Regions from separate parts of the Arachis hypogaea genome. Here region 2 is linked to region 1. Evidence: chromatin contacts called from public Hi-C data. All regions are on one chromosome and are shown on one strand. The core of a region is the stretch at or near the end of the contact, and the rest is flanking DNA. Distances in the headings are between cores, read along the strand shown.

Region 1 (3,236 bases), core at 282-2,781:
GTAAAAAGAAAAAAAGAGTTAAAATATCTAAAATGATAAATATATAGAAGACTATAAAACAATGAACTTTTAACTAAATTAAATTGTATTTATTATTATTAGAAAGGGTAAGAGAGAGCAGTAGAGAAAAGATTTGTGTGTATTCAAGTTGTGTAGAATGATATAATATAGAAGGGTATTTATAGGTGTTAAGAGAATCGAAATAATAAAGACGTAATATCCTATAATAAATATTCAGATATGTTAAATAATGCTAATTAATCCTAATTATACTCTGATATCCCCCTCAAACTTATTTGAAACAACTAAATAAAAAAGAATGCATATATTGATAAAAACGGATGCAGATGGAACTGCTTGAAAAAAGCGCAGACAAAATTGTCAGAATGAAATACAGACGAAACTACCGGAAGAAAGCACAGACAGAATTACCACAAAGAAACGCAGACGGAACTGCCAAAAGAAAACGCAGACAAAACTGCTAGAAGGGAACGCAGACGGAACTGTTGTAAGAGAACGCAAACGGAACTGCCGCAAGAGTGGCCAACTGCTGAAAAGATGGCGAACTACTGAAAGACTGCTGAAAAGTGACAAAGTGCAAAAAGATAACAAACTATCGGGAGGTGACGAAAAACATATGGTTTCTCCAAGAGAATAAGTAGTGGATGAGTTAATTAGTAATGTTAAAAAAGCATCAAAGCAATGAAAAAAGAGAAAGAAAAAAATGGCGCAGAAAAAAAGTATGAAAATTACGTTGATTTCACTCAAAGAAAATCAACTTATTCTACTCAAGGAGGATACCATGGCAGGGAAGATAGAGCAATAAGAAAAAGGTTTGTAAGTATTCAAGTTGTGTAAAATGATACAATATAGAATGGTATTTATATGTGATAAAAGAATTGAAATAATAAAGACGTCTTATAATAAATATTCAGATATGTTGAATAATGCTAATTGATCATAATTATACTCTAATAATTATATTCAATTAATTAATATACATAATATTAAATTGTGTGATACTTAAATATTTAATCAAATCAATTAGTTGATATAATTAGTCTATCGTAATGAATTGTATTTAATGAGTTAAAAGAAATAAATCAGGAAACACTCTTCAAAACATGTCACGCCAACTTTATCATTAAGTGAAAAAATCTGATTTTTATATAATAGAATAGATAGAATAGATATTTGATTTTAATTGTAATAAAAAATAACATGTGACATATTTTGATGGTAAAATTAGTAATATATAATAGATTATTACAGTTTTTATTTTTAAGTTTAGAGAGAAATATTTGATTTTAATTGAGAATGGTATGTGGCATATTTAAATTATAAAATTAGTAATATAAAATAAATAGATTATTACTGTGTTCATCTTTAGTTTTAGAAAAAAAAGATTTAATTTTAATTATAACAAAAGAATGATAGGTATATATTTTGATTGTAAAATTAATAATATATAATTAATTTTCATAGAGAATAATCCTAAAATTTTATTTGATCTGATAATTATTATAAAATATTTTCTAAATTTCTGAGTCCACATGGTTGCCACCTCATCTCCATTCTCAACCTCTCTTATATTAAACACAGCACGCACCACTATCTCCCAGATTCTCTTCTCTTCTCTCTCTCTCTCTCTCTCTCCACCGAGTCACTGACTCGTCAAGTACGGAAGCTCCGATTCCGCCTCGAGTCCAACTCAATTAGCTCGATCGAAGAAGATGTGTAGCACCTTCGCCGCCGCCGCAGACTCCTCCATCTCCGGCGACGGTGACTCCCCCGCCGCCGGCGAGATTATGCTGTTCGGCGTTAGGGTGGTGGTGGACTCCATGAGGAAAAGCGTCAGTATGAACAATCTGTCGCAGTACGTGCATCCTCAAGATGACTCCAACAACAACAAAGACGCTGCCTTCTCCGCCACCGGTTACGCGTCCGCCGACGACGCCGCTCCTCTCAACTCCGGCAAGAACCGCGAGCGCGAGCGCAAGCGAGGTTCGAAATTTCAATACCACGCATATATAAATTTCTCCGATCGATCACTGATCTCTGTAAAAAGTTGATTCACATGATAAATTGATAATCAATTAGTGTTGTTGAATGAATTGTAAAATTGATACCTATGGTTATTGATTATTCTGGTGATGAGAGTGAAACTGAAATTGCGATCGGAAACTTCAGGTGTTCCCTGGACGGAGGAAGAGCACAAGCTATTCCTGGTGGGATTGCAGAAGGTAGGGAAAGGTGATTGGAGAGGGATCTCTAGGAACTACGTCAAGACTCGGACGCCCACGCAGGTCGCCAGCCATGCTCAGAAGTACTTCCTCCGCCGGAGCAATCTCAACCGCCGTCGGCGCAGATCCAGCCTCTTTGACATCACCACCGATTCGGTAAAATAATCTCCTCTCTTTTATTTTGTTCTGGATTCATGTTTTGGTTAGTCATCAATACAGTATTGAGTGACATTTAATTCTGAGGTATTTCTTTGTTTGTATTAATAACATGTGGTTTTTGTTCAGTAAGAGCACATGTTAGCTAAAACCATTATTATTTTTTGTTCTTGGTGGGGTCGGGGGTCTTGTTTATTTCATTATGGAATTCTTTTGTTAATTGAAGGGAACTAGGGAGATGTCTAATCTAAAGGGGAAATAGGGGTGGTTTAGGTTCTTGTGGGTTCCCCAGGCTGAGATTGAAAGAGTTGACTTACTAATGGGGTGTGGAGAAACATATTATTCATGATCTTATTAATTTTTGTTTTAGGTCTCTTCGATCCCAATGGAGGAAGAACAGATCCAGAACGGAGACATTGTGCCTCATTCACAGCCTCTGTGCCCTGCAGCCCCTGAGAATAGCAACACCAATGGATTTCCAATGGTGCCCGTGTATCCGTTGGGGGTTGGTCCAGGTGTGATTTCATCAGTCGAAGCTGGGAATCCAATGGATGAACTAACTCTAGGACAGGCAAACATGGAGCTTAATGCGCAAACCAAGCTACTCCATCCGATTCCTGTTGCTTCAAATCCTAAAACCTGCACCGTGTCTGATGTTGCCTCCGGCTCTAATTCGCCCCTCGACTTGCCAACACTGTCCCTGGGACTATCCTTCACATCTGATCAAAGACAGACTCCATCAAGACATTCGGCTTTCCATTCAATTCCGAGTTTAAATAACGGAGATAGCGTCATAAGTGTTGCTTGATAGACATGATGTCTCTCATGGTTATTATA
Region 2 (3,187 bases), core at 670-3,169, 160 kb before region 1:
GCTCCTTAGTCCAGTTGGCAATCCAGGGTTCTGGAGGTCTTTCTACTCTCTTCTTGTATTTATTTTTTGACAGATGAAAGTAAATTATCATCAGGAAAAACAGGCAGCCGTCAATTGCCTTTTTCTTTTTCAGATTGTAATCTGTTATGCCCTTAATGATAAAATTCAAAACATGTGCTCCCCAGTTCCGCTCTGTTATTGTGTCCATCTTGAAAATTGGGGCCAGGTGCACATGTGAGATTTTGTTTATTGTCGTTGGTAACAGGAACGCCATCTGTATATAGAGGATGAAAATCCTCTTGAACATGAGGCGATCCTGTTCATTATCAACGCCAATAGCCATCATCTCATCTGTCAGATTTTTGAGGGTCTTACCCTAGAATCTTCTAAAAATTTGTTTGTCATCTTCAGAAAGATCCTTATAATTGACTTTCTGAGGAAATATATCTCATACAAAAAGAAAAACAACATATTATGAAAATGAGTTCAAATACACTCAAGCATGAATTAAAATACACCTGAATATGACTCATATACACTTATATTTTTTAGCGAGTTACCTGACGCGTTGATGCCAAGCGTAGCCCCTATTGTTTTTTGGTGTTACTTTAAACGAACCGTAGCCAGTTTGTAGTCTGTTATCCCCTAATTTAAAGGAGTTAGCCAACTCCCTTAATATTTGGTGATGCACCCTTAGTGGCGGAATGTGCATCAGGCCACCAAATCCCAAATCCCTAACAATTGTTTTCTTCTCCTCGCTCATGTTTCTGAATTTCTCACTTAACAAATGGGTTGCACACTTAAAGTCTTTGGTTTGCTATAAACAAAGCAAAATTATAGTCAGATATATTTCTATTATATAAAACTGATTTCATCTAAGACATATATTTGTTCTTACATTTTTTTCAGCCTGGTTTCTGCCTGCCATTTTTTCTGAAATGAAAAATACACCCATAGATATCAGTAAGATACACCCATAGATATCAATCAGATACACCCATAGATATCAGTCAGATATCACTCAAATATGCATAAATATACAAGGTCAAGCAATATACACCCATGGACAAGCAAATATTAGAACAGTTGCAACTGTTGACCATATTACAGTATATCAGTTCAGAAATATACACCCAACAAATTATGCCATATACACCCAACAACTTACTCCATATACACCCACCAAATTACGCAATATACTCCTAAAAATTAGTTACGAGAAGAACTAGAACAACAAGAACAGTAACACGTAGAACAACTAAGAAGAATAGTAAAACCTAGAACCAAGAATAACAGTAAAACCTAAAACAAGTAGAATATTAAAAACTATAAAATGAGACCTAGAACAAAAAGAACATTAAAACTTAGAAGAACGTAGAAGAACAGTAAAACCTAGTTCTTCGATTTTGAAATGTGGAAAATATACAAGATGAGTAAAATAGTAATGTACCTTAAGTAATATATCTTCGTTTTTTCTGGAGATTGTTGATGGAGAGTTCTATCTTGTGTTGATGAAGAGTTCTAATATTCACGACGAGTTCTATCTCTACAGTTTGCAATGTTGCTCGAAAATGGACAGTTTGTGTTTTCTTCGAAAGGTTTGGAGAAGTGAAAGAGTGCGCCATTAAGGAGCGTTTTTTGCGAAGCGCAACCGTTGAGTGACACGCGTGTATTTTACACTCCATTCAAAGTGAGTGACTGCGCGTGTGAATGAAGTCTGGGCTGAAAACTTGTAAAATTTGTAGAGCCTTTTTATTTGTATGTGTAGCAGGCCCTTTCTTAAAAATAATAGAGTATATCCGATTGTAAATATTTTTTTTTTGGTGACTATCCGATTGTAAATATATTATCACTTAAAAAGTTAAAATCAATGACCTTATAATTGGATTTAAAAATAACGGAAGAATTGTAATCAGGTACTAGAACTGTAAACTGTATAATCTATAACGAAAAACGGACGCGGTTGCTTCTTAGCTCTTTCTCCCGCTAGAACCTTTAGTTTAAAAATCCGTTACCGCGAACTGCTCCGGGGGACCGAACCCGGACCAAAACGGGTCCAGTTTCAGTTTCACGTATTTCAGTATTTACCCTTCGCTGGTAGTGGTAGGTATCCTTTTTGGCGTTTATCGCCAGCACATTGTCAGAAATGTATCTTATCATGGGTCGGGTCAAGTAACCCGATGACATATTTCTCATTTTTATGGTTTATCTACAATGGGAAACACCACGTGGCCTTCTCTCAACTCATTCACAGATCTAAGAGAGCTTCGTCTTCCTCCATCTTCGTCTTCCTCCTCCAGCCAAAACGCACCGTATCAGTATCAAAATCATTATCCACAACAACATGCTACTGCGGTACCTTCTCAATCTCTGAACACCGAGCTCGCTTCACAGAGAAAATGACCATACTGCCCTACATAACCGTCCCCAACATCTCACCCTTCTCCGCCACCCTCATCCTAAATCCTAACACCAACCATCTCCACCTCCACCACCACCACCAATTCCGCCACCTCTACCTCCCCCGTCGTCACAACGGTCGGCGCATCCAGTTCACTACCGTTGCTCGCTCCCGCGAGGTCGTCCTCGGGAACCCGTCGGTGACGGTGGAGAAAGGCAAGTACAGCTACGACGTCGAAACCCTAATAAATAAGCTCAGCAGCCTTCCGCCACGTGGCAGCATCGCGCGGTGCCTCGACGCCTTCAAGAGCAAGCTCTCCCTCAACGACTTCGCTCTCGTGTTCAAGGAGTTCGCCACGCGTGGCGATTGGCAACGAACCCTGCGACTCTTCAAGCACATGCAGCGCCAGATATGGTGCAAGCCAAACGAGCACATCTACACAATCGTCATCACCTTGCTCGGCAGAGAAGGACTCCTAGACAAGTGCCGCGAGGTGTTCGATGAAATGCCTGAACAAGGCGTTCCTCGCTCTGTCTTTGCCTACACCGCCATAATCAACGCCTATGGCCGCCACGGACAGTACCAGACCTCCCTCGAATTGCTCGATTTGATGAAGAGAGAGAGGGTTTCACCGAGTATCTTGACTTACAACACTGTAATCAATGCTTGCGCGAGGGGTGGGTTGGATTGGGAGGGTTTGTTAGGGTTATTTGCTGAGATGAGGCATGAAGGGGTTCAGCCTGATGTAGTTACGTATAATACTATGCTTCATGCTTGTTCTCGTAG

What was found. A called contact is a pair of places that touch in the nucleus more often than the background predicts.
Region 2: a Hi-C map of leaf shows a contact between it and region 1, with 2.1 times the contacts expected there. The contact joins the promoter of LOC112695232 here to the promoter of LOC112695208 in region 1. A contact is called at or near these places in 2 of 8 Hi-C or Micro-C datasets (leaf and an unstated tissue).

What each region holds. Positions count from the first base shown.
Region 1 is chr1:77,917,405-77,920,640 of arahy.Tifrunner.gnm2.J5K5, reverse strand. LOC112695208 (transcription factor MYB1R1) reads left to right here and starts at 1,531. Exons shown (of 3, transcript XM_025747465.2): 1 at 1,531-2,004; 2 at 2,191-2,399; 3 at 2,770-3,236. The coding sequence starts at 1,734. The coding sequence ends at 3,207.
Region 2 is chr1:78,080,976-78,084,162 of arahy.Tifrunner.gnm2.J5K5, reverse strand. It overlaps LOC112695232 (pentatricopeptide repeat-containing protein At1g74850, chloroplastic), which reads left to right and starts at 1,919. Exons shown (of 4, transcript XM_025747491.2): 1 at 1,919-3,187. The coding sequence starts at 2,181.